3 separate regions of the Gossypium hirsutum genome follow, and regions 1 and 3 are each linked to region 2. Evidence: chromatin contacts called from public Hi-C data. All regions are on one chromosome and are shown on one strand. Each heading gives the region's core, a stretch centred on a gene start, on an enhancer-like site or on the middle of the called end of the contact. The rest is flanking DNA. Distances are from core to core; before and after follow the strand shown. Region 1 holds the start of LOC107954782 (receptor like protein kinase S.2). Region 2 holds the start of LOC107941659 (MLO-like protein 10). Region 3 holds the start of LOC107954780 (protein PIN-LIKES 7).

Region 1 (4,282 bases), core at 538-3,037, 230 kb before region 2:
GATTCCTTTTCTAGACATTTCTTCATCCAACTTCTTGCTTGTCTGGCTTCTTTTCTTTTTTTTCCATCTTTGCTACTTGGGACATGTTCATGTATTTGTTTGGCCTCTCTCTTTCATAGTTGATTCTTACATCTGAGAAAAACTGCCTTGCAGCGTGATGATCCTTACTTTAATAAGTTGATTCGGATACTGGCAACTAGGTGTATGACTCAGGTAAAGTTAGCTAGGAAATTTTTTCAATCTCCAGATGGTTTTGACCTACGCACTTTTTAACTTGGTACTAATTTGCCTTGGTTTCAAATTAGGCTGTTTATTTCTGTAGTGGGGATCTCAGCCCTCCAGAATATCATCATTATGGGCTTGCTGCGCCCCTATATACTCATTTCACTTCTCCTATTAGGAGATATGCAGGTTTGTGAACAAAAATTTGTTTGTTACTTTACCTTTTCTTGCTGATGTATACTTGATGATACTATTGCTCAAGTATGGAACCTTCCTTGCAGATGTGATTGTGCACAGGTTGCTTGCTGCATCTCTAGGGATCGATAAGCTTCCACCAGTTTTCCAGGACAGATCTCAACTAACTAGCATTGCTGATAGTAAGTTTTTTTTTCCTTTCATACTGTTTTTGAGGCTTCCATGGATTTGGGTAACAAACTTCACATACCCATGATATCCATTCTCAGCTTCCTATGCATTTTACCTGTTTCAGATCTGAATTATCGACATAGGAATGCCCAAATGGCAAGCAGGGCCTCTGTTGAGCTCCATACTCTCATTTACTTCAGAAAACTGTAACTGCCTTGGCCTCTCTCATGGAATTGAAACTGCCTTCTATAGAGCATAATGAATAATTGCACATGTTTTGAATTTATTTATTTATCTTATGCTGCAGGCCCACTGACACAGAAGCCAGAATAGTGAAGATAAGGTCCAACGGGTTCATTGTGTTTGTGCCCAAGTATGAACTTAGATCTTTTATGCTGGATTATCTGTATATGTTCCTCGTGTCTTTCTTTGTCTATCTGCTGTGTCTAGGCAGGAAAAGATAATGTTTTGGCACTTGTGTTTGTTGGGTGGAGAAAAAAGTAACATGAGTTTATGTTATATAAAACGAACAGATATGGAATAGAAGGCCCGGTGTACTTGACAGGCAGAGGAGAGAAGGGAAGCGGGGAGTGGCATGTGGACGAGCAGCAGCAGAAGATTGTAAAGATGGACAATAGTAATAGTAATAGCCTTTCCTACAGTGTTCTGCAATCAGTGAGGATCCACATGGAGGTTGTGGAACCCCAACCCAACCGCCCTAAACTGCAGCTTACTCTTATTTCCTAGAAGTAGAAGATAACATCAACATGCACAAAGGAGGAGCTTTTATTAGGTTATATAGTGTTGTATTATTATATAAGATGCAAATGGAATGAATCTTGTTGTGGTAATTATAGTAACTGGCCTTTGGTTTGGGTTAATTGATGTTGGATTGACACAAGAAACATTTTTGTTCATGGAGTGCGTGTTCCTATTTCTATATGTTATTTTTGCAATAACAAAAAGAATGAATAAATAAACTAACACAACTTGTTATTACTGCTAGATAGTAGAAAAAATGCATTGGGTGGGCGACAAACAAGTAGACCTAACCAGATGGATGTGCATTTTGATTATTTTATGCGCTGATGCATGGAACATGTGGGACCCAGGAAACTGCAATGAAATAAATGTCCTAAAGTGACCTTAATCAACGCCCCTAAAATACATCTCCCCCCCTTTTCTTTCATTGGTTTTGATTTCACATGATTCGTGGATGTGGGTCACATGGCATTGGCAGAGAACCCCCCTTGTAACGTTTTACCATCATCATACCATGTCATCTCTCACCTATTGCAATTTACAGGAAAGCCCATTTCCCCATTTTCAATCTCAAATTGCAGTAAGAAATGCAATGCAAAGTGTACATGTATATATATTTTAAATAAGGGTAGAGATAGATAAAAGAACCGTTAATGAATTGGAAACATAAATTTTTATTTTTTTATTTGTAATTTAGTGGACTCAGATAATAAGATGATTGATGTATTATTAGCAAGTAAAAATGGTAATAGTGAGGATAATGATGAAGTGAGTATGCATGCATGATGATGGATGGCATGGAGATGAAGACCAAAGAGGGACGGATGTAGTGTGTCCTTTTGTGGTGATTCCATTGTATGAAGTAAGGAATGAAGTCAAATTAATAGGCAAAGGCTCAAACTCTTTCAGTGTCACCTCAGCCTCCCTCCCTCCGACTCCGATGTCTCCCCCACATTTCCCTCCTTTGTCAGAAATCGAACACACACACCCTTTTAATTTAATATAAATACTATTAATTTTTTCAAAAATAAAATTAAAAAAAAAAAAGACAACGACGAGCATAGCAGAGTAGAGCACGAGACAGACATCTGTAGCAGATCACACACCACCGCCCTCGCCTCCTCCCCTACCTTTCACTTTGAACCCATTTCCCATCTACATTACCATCCCCCTTTTGGAGACCTCAGCCACTCCGATCTCCGCCCATGGCTGCAGCCCTCGAGTGCTGGTCCAGCCGAGCCACCACCGCCGATGACGACATGGTCGAGCAGGTTTTGATGCGCTCCAACGACCGATCCGAGGACACCTCCTCCTCCTCCTCTGCTTCTGCCAAACTTGAAGCCCCGTCCGCCAAGAACAAACGGTTCCAGAGGTTGAGCAGGAACGTCTCTGAGGCCATTGCCTCTCTCAAGAACTCTCTCAATCTCGACACTTCCTCCCCACGTGATCAGCTTCCTCCTCCTGTTCCTTCTGTCCCTTCATCTTCCTCCAAGGCCGACGTTTGCCGGAAAGTGGTCTGGGGTACCGTTGTACGGAACTTGACTCAGCTTTACCCTGGAAGCCAGTTGCCTGAGAAGCTTGTCTCCAATATCCGCAAGCATTATGATTCCTTGCCTCTCAGGTCCCCTTCCCTTCCCTTGCCTCTTCCTTCTTCCTACTCAGTTTAGGGTACTCTGAAAATTGCAACAACAATCAACAGGATCCTAAAAGCAGTTTCCTATCAGCATGGGTTTTTCATCTTTATTTTTCCTTGGCTTTCAAACAGTGAAAGTTCGGGTTTCTTATAATTATTTTTACTATTATTATTTTCTTCAAATGTTTAAAGTGGCCTTGCCTTAGTTACTGCTGAAATGTTCTAGTTCTTCTCCCCCCCAATTATGCTTTTCTTTTTTGTAATTTTCTTTTGATTGGGTATTATGTTGACAGTTATGCACAGGCGGGATTTGATATGAAAGAAGTATTTCTACATATAAAATTGATAGAGCAGGCATCAGGGGATGATCACCCTGCTATATTTATTCAGCAAACATCTGATGATGAGGTACAAGGTTGCGTGTTTAAGCTCACATTTGCTTGTAATTCTTCCTTTTCTTGGTCTGCCATGTCTGGTGCTCTTGATTCTGCTTCCATCTGTTGCAAGAAGATACAGATATTTGAGAAGAAAGGGTTCACCCTTGGAATTATTCTCTTCTTGGTTCAATCCGCCCACGACAAGTTTTTTAAATCCCATGTCGAGAGTGCCCTTAAATCTGCTCTTCGGAAGCCCAAGACGACCACTGTTAAACTACCATTTGGACTTTGTGGATGTCAGGAGGAGAGTACTAAAGGGAGAGACTTTGGGGAAATTGAGGAAGAACCAAGTGAGCAAACTCACAGAAATGGGATTGAAAATCCAAATACCAGGATTCAGCTTCCAATGCCTCTGCCCTCTTCATCGTTGGTCGTATTGGTTGATGAATGGCAAACCATTCAATCAGGGGCAGATGAGATTGGGAAATGGCTATTGAACTCCGAAAGTCTTGAGTTTATTGATCAGATTGCACCCAACTCTTTTAAAGGCATCTACAAGGGTAAACGTGTTGGAATCGAAAAGCTTAAAGGATGTGACAAGGGGAATTCTTACGAGTTTGAACTTCGAAAAGATCTCTTAGAGCTTATGACTTGTGGGCATAGGAACATTTTGCAATTCTATGGTGTTTGTGTCGATGAGAATAATGGTTTGTGCGTTGTGACCAAGTTGACGGAAGGTGGATCAGTCCATGATTTGATGCTGAAGAACAAGAAGCTTCAGATTAAGGAGATAATGAGGATTGCTGCTGATGTAGCAGAAGGTATCAAGTTTATGAATGATCATGGTGTTGCATACAAAGACCTTAACACACAGAGGATTCTGCTAGATAAGCATGGTAATGCATGCTTGGCGGACATGGGT
Region 2 (4,188 bases), core at 248-2,747:
GTTTTCAAAATTGTCCCTTAGAACTCTCAAATCTCTATGGTTGGTTGAATGGACAAAAGAAGAGAAAAAGCTTGATTTACATTAATGGATTTTGAAGAACTGTAAAATGAAATGGAGCAACGTGAAAGAAAAAGGGCGACATCTCAATTTCTTCTTCTTCTTCTTCTTCTTCTTCTTCTTCTTCTTCTTCTTCTTCTTCTTCTTCTTCTTCTTCTCTTTCTCTTCTTCTTCTACAGCCTAGTTAGAGTTCTTAATTTGGGGCTGCTTAAACGAAAACAAGCACTCCAACGTAGCCGGTCAGATGACAGGTCACTTTTTTGTTATGTCTGTAATGGGACATGGTTAGTAGGACTGATTTGTTATTTTTCAAAAGTTGAGTGACTGAATTGAAAGCATAGTGACTATTTTGTCAGCTACATCAAAGTTGAGTAACTGTTGGTGTAATTTACCCAAAAACAAATATATTCTCTCTTACCACTTCTTAAAGAAACCTTAGGCTCTTTGTTCTCGTCAGTGTGGTGGCTTTTATTCATTTTTTTCTCTATTATTTGATTTCCTTTCTTTTTGTTGTTTTTAGGCACAATAAGTTTCTAGACTTTGCTCCCTCTCTCTTATACAACCTTTGGCAATTTATTTGAAAGGCTTCTCTCTCCAGTCGCCTTGTGTGGGTTTTTTCCCTTTTTGTCCACAACATTGAGCTTGGTCTTCTTGTTTTCTTATCGGCGGCCCTGATTTTCTGACTAGTTGGTATCGACGCTTCTTTGATTCCTCGTTGGCCGGTGTTTAATAGATCTTAGGATACAATTGACTAGTTTTGCTCATCTAGTGATTGAGGTCACATCAATGGTTTTGGGTTTTTCTTTTGTCATCGTTTCCTAGCTAGTTCCATGGTGGTTAATGATGTTTTTTTTATGGCTAGCCATGGCATGGTCTCTGATCAAAGGCGTTATGGACATCAAGGGCAACCTCTTTTGTCTACGACTTCCTTAACATCCCGGACTGTTTCTCCCTCCTTTTTCCGGTGATGACAATGTGTAGAATAGTGATTAGGGTTTGCTGTTATGTTTGGGAGTGGTTTCCCTGACGACTTATAAGCCCATGAGTTCAATTGTTGTATTTTTTAAAATTTTGATCTGTCTCTTTCTTAACGAATACTTTATGTTTGTAAAAAATATATATAAATATCTTCAAACAGCTATGGTAAGTTGTAACCACTAGAGATATCCAAAGTCGTATTAAAAAATAAAAAGAAAAAGCAAAAAGCACCGGGAATTGACGGTTGACCAAGGCAAAGGGTGTGCATACCTGTATGACACTCGCAGCGACTTAGGCCACAATTGAGAATCAAACCAAAAAAAAAGAAAATAATAATTAATGATCATATATGTTTTCCAAATGAGAACCAATAATGAAAAAGAAAGAGCAGGTCAGCGGATTTGGGATGTAAATTCATAATGGATTTATTCATTGGACAACTTGTGTTGCCTAATATGTCTAGATTTGGACATATTCATTGCCTGCCTTAATCAATGCCATCCACCCAGCTACCACTTTCTACGCCTTTTTTTTTTTTATGTGAACTCAAAACTGAAATGTTGAAACTGACCAAATCGACATATAACATTAAAATTAATTGACTTCACTTCCTCTAAATATTTAGCTCAACCCAAAATCAACAAAAACGTATATCGTACTTTAGCTGCCTAACCTAAACATCATTCCAACTTATCTCTTTCAGGTACTGAGAATTGGGAACCGCGTTCATATTCATGGTTTTTGACTCAGTATCGGTGGTGCAGCAGAGCATAGGCCCCCATTTCTGAACCTTCTTTCTTTCTTCCTTCCAAATCTCCATTTATTTAGCACTCCCTTTAACAACACCAAAGCTTGTATTTTCTCTTCTCCTATTTAAGTAATTACCACCACTACTTTTTTGTTCTTAATTTCAGGAAACCCAAATTAATATTCTGTCTTCAATACAGATTGCATTCTTTTTGCTGTTTTGCTCTGTGAGAATATAAAAAATGAAGGGGGTGTTGCTGTGGTACTGTTCGTGGGTATGGTTAACAATGGAGGGAGGAAAGGTAATGGGGGCAACCGAGAGTTCAGGGGAGAGGAAGCTTGATCAGACACCTACATGGGCGGTGGCTGGGGTTTGTGCTGTTATCATCATCATTTCTATTGTCTTGGAAACAGTTCTTAACAAACTTGGAACGGTAATCCCTCTTTCCCTTTTCCTTGTTTTTTTTTGTCGGTTTTGAAATTAAATTCACTTTATTACTTCCTTTAAATTCTGTGTTTCTTTCTTCTTTATTTTCCTTCTTTTTGCAAAATAGTTCTGTACCAATAATGCAGTATTGTGTTATTATTTCATTGAACCATGTTGAGCTTTCACTAATACTGTATCTGCCACCCTAATTTCTTTTTTTCTTTTGTGGCATTTAGTGGTTCACAGAAAGGCACAAGAGTGCTCTGTTTGAAGCCCTGGACAAGGTTAAAGCTGGTAAGTCTTGTACACACAAGTTGCTTCTTGAATATTCTCCATTTCAATCCCACTGCTGCTTTTATGGTTTCTATAAGATGCCGCTGCTTTGTCCCAATAAAGAGTTTTTCACAATTGACATGATTATTGTAGAGCTGATGGTTCTGGGTTTCATTTCGCTGCTCCTCACTTTTGGCCAGAGCTATATTGCCAGAATTTGTATCCCTATAGATGTTGCGAATACCATGTTGCCTTGTAAATCTGATAGTGAGAAAGACACCTCTGAAAGCAGTGAAGAAGAACACCGTCGAAGACTGTTATGGTTTGACCGTAGATCTTTGTCTACTATTTCAACTGCTCCTAAATGCAAGGAGGTGAGCCTAGGCCAGCATCTATTCATATCCGTTTATTATCATTATAATGAACTAATTATTTGTTGAAAACTGGATGTTTTGATCCCACATGTGTTGCCAATTTTGTTTCCTCCTAGAAATTGTTTATTTGTGTTCATGTACAGAAAGAAAGTAAAACCATATGTCAACTAGCATCTAAAGTAATAATTTGTTTGCTACATAGAAAAAAATATTGACCTTTTCATGGGGAGAGGGGTTGCGTGCCAGGAAGACCAATGATAAAGCTATATGGAATTCAATATATCTAGAAACATATTGTCTGGTCTTGCCTTGACCTACTTAGGCTGAGTTCGGATGGGCGGTGCGTTTACCTGTGGTTAGTGTAAAAACAGCGGTGGCGGTAAGATTAGATACTGTAGTATGAGACAAAAAGTAGGCTAAACGCACCACACCGCACCCAATCGCCCATCCAAACCTACCCTTAGTCAGCCTTATTCTAAGTTCCATCACTGTATCATAGTTTGTCCACAGGCTTGTAAAATTTTGCCTGCCTCTCACAACAGCTTGAGGGAAAATGAAGTAGGGCTGTTCTGAAGAAAGATGCAACGAATAAGTTTAACCAAGTATGCCTACTTGAATTTTAAGTTTTCAGTTTTCATTTTTCCCCCTATTGAAATGAATTTCTAGTAGATTGTTGCTTCTGATTGCACCTAAAATGATATCCTTACTTGTGCTGATCCACCAGTGAGCACATTCAAGCTCTTATTTGCACAAGAATTGAGGTCACAAGCTAGGAATATTGAATCTGAGTCTCTTTTTTGTCATTCTACTTAAGTTTTGGTTTACAAGCTATTGAAGTGATGTTTGATCATTTACAGTTTCAAACTGGCGTTATAGATGGCATTTTTGTAATTTTTTCGAGGAAAAAAAAAGAAAAAGCCTTTTCTGGTTTAGTCTTCCTAATTACTTTTTTGTTCTTTTTCAATGCAACATTTTTTTCCTTGAATCAGTTGAACTGTAACTAACTGGGTTTTCTCTACAGGGGCATGAACCGCTCATATCGGTTGAAGGGTTGCATGAATTACACATCCTCATATTCTTCCTAGCTGTTTTTCATGTTTTATATAGTTTTGTTACTATGATGCTGGGGAGACTAAAGGTAATTAAATTGTCTTATCTGTGTTTCTTGTACATGATCTTCTTCCTCTGCTCCACACTGGACATATTCTTAAGGATAAGTATGTTCTTTTAAACTAAAACCTGCTTTGAACAGATTCGTGGCTGGAAGGTGTGGGAGCAGGAAACTCTATCTCATGACTATGAGTTTTCAAATGGTATATTTTCCACAATTAT
Region 3 (4,506 bases), core at 1,963-4,462, 200 kb before region 2:
TAAAAGTTAATAAATTAAGATTTTATTATGTTAAATTATTAAGATCAAAATTAAATGTAAAAGTATACCTGAATGCATTGATATCTTGAAATCTTCCTGTCTTGCGATTTGGATCTTCCAAATTAATACACAAGTAATTTAAAGAAGATAACTCTCTCTTTTCCTGAAGATGAGATATCAAAAAAGTTACTTATGTATAATTTTGACACCATAGCCCTAATATATAACTTTTGCACATTAACCTTAACTTTTAATCAGGTCATCATCAATTAAAAATAAGTTACGAGAGTATCTACACATATTTGACCTATACTTTTATTTATTAATTAAATTTTAATAAACTTTAACCAAATTAGATCACTTTTAAGACTAATATTTTATAATAGTAACCAATAACATTTAATTATACTTATTATATATATATATGCTATGTCGAAACATGAAATGAAAGAGTGTTGATCAGGTCAAGATCCACATGAAGATTGTTGACCAAGTAGTGAGTGCAAAAGCTGCAACCAAGTATGTCCACAGGAAGAGAACTGAACACTCCTCTTGACCCACATCAAACAACTGGGTCATGGTGCCTGCAATATATAATTTGTGTTATTAACATGTCATCATCAAATGCAAATAAGGGCTTAGGTTACTGACCAATATTGGAGGCTGGTGGGACAGTAAACTGAAGCATCAAGACGTAGCTGAACAAAGGGTCGGAGGGTAGGAACCCAAGCTTGGCAGCAGCTTTAACAACCCAAATACCAATAACCGGCAGTATAATGTATCGAGCACACACCACTCCTACGAGTACCAATGGTTTTATTTTGGACGATCGTAATCCTCCTATCAAGTTGCCTCCTATTATGAGGGTGATACAAGGGATTGTTGCATCTCTGCAATGCACATTTTTTGTTTTCTTAATTACCCTTTCTTATTCACATTTTATTAAGAGAGAAGAGGGCGTACCCTAGCAGTTTTGTTGAGTCTTGCATCACTCGTAACGGAGCCCCCTCGCCTATTATAAGCTTTCTCAACCACACCGTCGCTCCAAAAACGAATCCCGCTATCTGTTACTCATACATAATATATGTAAATCACTATTTTATCCCTCAAAAACATTAACTATTTATTAGATATGCCCACCTCCTACTAATTACTAACTTGTGTGATGGTTTTTGGCAAATCAATATAAAAACTTACTGCACCAAGTGTCGGCGGCGCCATCAGCTCTTTTAAGATCTGACGAAGAAAGGCCACCACATTAACCCACAACAATCCCTTCCCTTCTTGCTTTGGTCTACTTTCTTGTGATACATTCTGCAACAACAATCATTTGTAAGGTCAAGACTAGAGAGAGTTAATGAATAAGTAGTGCTACCTCTTTTTAATTATATCCTCTCTACTTTTTACTTTATATCTTAATTATTTGTATAAAAAGGCAAGGCTACCCACTGCATGTTGCTCTGGATCTTCAACTTCCTTTGTTGCAACTGTTGTTATAGCACCTTCCTCTTTTCTTTCTTTCAGAAGCTGAGTTTGGGCGGTGGCATCCAAGTTGTTGTTGGCTTCTACTTTTGAAACGAATTCCTCAGCTGCTTCAAGTGCTTTGGATTTCACTGCTGAAGATTTTACCATTTGGTAACTGATTGTCCATATGTAGAAACCACCAAGCTGCATTAATTACCCGAATTAAAGCATATGTGAATATGATTAATCAGTCCTTCTGTAGGCTTGAAATAACCACGTGTAATTACCGCCATGGAGAAAGATGCATAGGAGAGTCCAACTGAGTTGCAAACATCACGGTTCCCAAATGGGCTTCTATCTTCATTGCAGACTGCAGGGACAAGTATAAGGAGAAGATTTCCCACGTTCCCTAGAAATAATTTCAACTACAACTTAGTCACATGTAGGGGAAAAGGGGGCCTTGAAAGCTCTTTCAAGTTTCGACCTTACCAGCTGAACATGTCGCAATAATAAGACCTTCCAGATGGGGCTTTGGTCTCAGTATCTTAACCACAAACCATCCCACCATTCCTCCCACTAGAAAGGTGATTCCCATGTTTACAGGCATAAACCACCTGTGAGTTGATAGATGATCAAACACATTGAAACCAAGTCAAAAAAGTCTATATGCATGTATGTAAGTATCCTACCATGAAATAATGTCTTGGAGCGTGACGGTCTTGGCCAGACTTGCAAACATGAGCGAGGGTGTAAACACAACGAACACAAGCTGCGTTTAATTACACAACATAAACAAATCTAAGAACTGAAGAAGATATTATGATGATGTTACAGTCAAGTTAACTAATTAGCATGAAAAAAGCCTACTTATGCAGCCTTTAATCACCTATAGAAACGATTATTCATGAAAATAGTCAAGTAATTAACACCTTATTCAAGGATCTGCGCGTATCTTCTGGGAAAAGCTTGCAGTAATCAGTCGCCAGGAAAGCGCCTAACAAACTGATTATAAGTACTTGCAAGATAGGCATGGCAGCAACCTCGAACAATGTCCAGAAACCCATATTTTTAATTTGTTTATATATGATAGATGAGAATGAGTGAGACAGAAAATGTATTTGGTGCAGTGCAGCAGCCCTCTTTCAATGATGATGAGTATGGTTTGTGTAGCATCAGGTTTGCACAAATGAATATATGTGAGGCTAAAACAACAGAAGAGGAGGAAAAGGTAGGGAGGGCACATACAGATAGATACAGTGCAATGCAATAATGAAATGGGATGCGAGATTACATTAAGTGGAGATGTACGGTAACAATGACGTTAAAAAAGAAAACAAAAAATTAAGTTGGGGAGATAAATGAAAGAAAGGTATTTTGATTTGATTTGTTGGTGTAGGGTAATAGAGAATGAAATTGGAGTTAAAGTAAAAGACATATGAACCAATGTGGAGGAAAGATCGGTGAAGGTCACAACTGATTGTAATTTAGCTGCCTGCCCTGCTTACCCTTTTCTCTTTGTGTAATTGTGTCGTTGCTATGGGATTGCTAAATAGGTTTGGATGCTTTTAGTTCTTACAACAAGATGAAGGTAAGGTCGGAGGCGGATTGTTATGTCAATCTAACAAGATTGTAGAGGAAGGAGATGAAAGAAAGTAAAAATGGCCTGGAGAAAGGATAAGAGCTATGGTTCAAGGGAAGTATCTTATAATATTTTACCATATTAATGCTGGATAGTCAGGACCAATAGTAAGGATAAGAGCTATGGTTCAAGGTAGGTCCTATTAATGCTGGATAGTCAGGAGCAATAATACAAATATGATAGTACCTGGAAACAGCGTGAAGATCAATGATAGATAGGATAAGATTACATAATCATGGACAAACAATGTCCTAAATTTTTCTTTTACTTTTTTTTTTCAAAACCAGGATATCGACGATATGTAATAGTAATTATTTTATAAATGTGCTCCATCCCATGAGTAAGATCGAATCCTCAATTACATGATTAAAGGGTGAGGTGAGCAAGCATCATACCGCATCTTAATGTAAAGTTAACCAAAAGGATGGTACCCACAAAATAGGGTAAATTATACTATTGGTCACTAAACTAAAAAAGTTACAATTTGATCATTGAAATATTCAAAAAGTTGTTCAATTGATGCTATATATGGCTTTCTCTGTTTATACTACCTGCACCAATCGAAATTTTCTTTCTCTTCTTCTATACTATTTTTCTTTCATTAAATAATTTTGGACGTTACGAATTTATAAATAAAACTCAAATAGCTTTTTTCCTCGATGACATTGACCAACAGATCAATTTGGATCTAAGGTACGGTACGTTCTTCTACTCGCCGATGAGTACTGATCCACCATACTGATCATCAAATTATTGCTTGGAGCTCATTGGTGGAACTTTTTTTTCTCTAAATTAATAGCCCGGTAACTTAAATTAAAACTTTTAAATAGTTTAATGACTTAAATAAAAACTTTCGAATAATTCAATGATCAAATTGTAATTTTTTTTAATTAAATCACCAAAATAAAATTTTACCTATAATTTAGTGAGCAATTGTACAATTTACCTAAAAAATAAAGTTAGCTAAAAGGACGCTTTTTATGATACGTAAGCCAACATAAATGAAAAATGGTCGCTTGCTGTTATCTATCGAGTGTCAATTAATTGCTTTAATTACTCCTAATTCCGGCTATTTTTTCTACCAAAGTTAAAAGAATTAATTATTTATGAAAATGATTCAAGTAGAAAATTATTTACGTAAATGATTCATTCTTCATAATGGTTATTAATGTCAGCTTGATATATTGATAGTATCGTCCACTTATCATAAGCTAATTATTGATTTTTTTTAAAAATAGTTTTTTTATTGTTATTATTGTGTCAGGCGACATACGTATGTATTTTTTAAAATACCTGTTAATGAGTATTCAGGAAGAAAAGAAGAAAGAAAAATATATATTCTAATACCTGAAAAGAAACAGTTGAAATAGAAAAAAAAAAGAAAACAAAAAAATAAAGGGGAA

Evidence for each region. A called contact is a pair of places that touch in the nucleus more often than the background predicts.
Region 1: a contact with region 2 is called in a Hi-C map of leaf, with 3 times the contacts expected there. The contact joins the promoter of LOC107954782 here to the promoter of LOC107941659 in region 2. A contact is called at or near these places in 15 of 34 Hi-C or Micro-C datasets (anther, callus, fibers and 3 more).
Region 3: a contact with region 2 is called in a Hi-C map of leaf, with 2.9 times the contacts expected there. The contact joins the promoter of LOC107954780 here to the promoter of LOC107941659 in region 2. A contact is called at or near these places in 10 of 34 Hi-C or Micro-C datasets (callus, hypocotyl, leaf and 2 more).

Annotation. Positions count from the first base shown.
Region 1 is chrD07:39,765,686-39,769,967 of Gossypium_hirsutum_v2.1, forward strand. It overlaps LOC107954782 (receptor like protein kinase S.2), which reads left to right and starts at 1,788. Exons shown (of 3, transcript XM_016890454.2): 1 at 1,788-2,971; 2 at 3,277-4,282. The coding sequence starts at 2,556. LOC107954781 (exosome complex exonuclease RRP44 homolog A) reads left to right here. Exons shown (of 24, transcript XM_016890453.2): 19 at 154-213; 20 at 306-411; 21 at 504-599; 22 at 713-794; 23 at 896-961; 24 at 1,122-1,505. The coding sequence ends at 1,335.
Region 2 is chrD07:39,992,277-39,996,464 of Gossypium_hirsutum_v2.1, forward strand. LOC107941659 (MLO-like protein 10) reads left to right here and starts at 1,498. Exons shown (of 16, transcript XM_016875235.2): 1 at 1,498-1,889; 2 at 1,983-2,216; 3 at 2,446-2,503; 4 at 2,636-2,856; 5 at 3,878-3,994; 6 at 4,109-4,169. The coding sequence starts at 2,025.
Region 3 is chrD07:39,795,041-39,799,546 of Gossypium_hirsutum_v2.1, forward strand. It overlaps LOC107954780 (protein PIN-LIKES 7), which reads right to left and starts at 3,213. Exons shown (of 9, transcript XM_016890451.2): 1 at 2,394-3,213; 2 at 2,154-2,233; 3 at 1,954-2,078; 4 at 1,752-1,873; 5 at 1,450-1,668; 6 at 1,198-1,314; 7 at 964-1,064; 8 at 652-890; 9 at 84-584. The coding sequence starts at 2,528. The coding sequence ends at 460.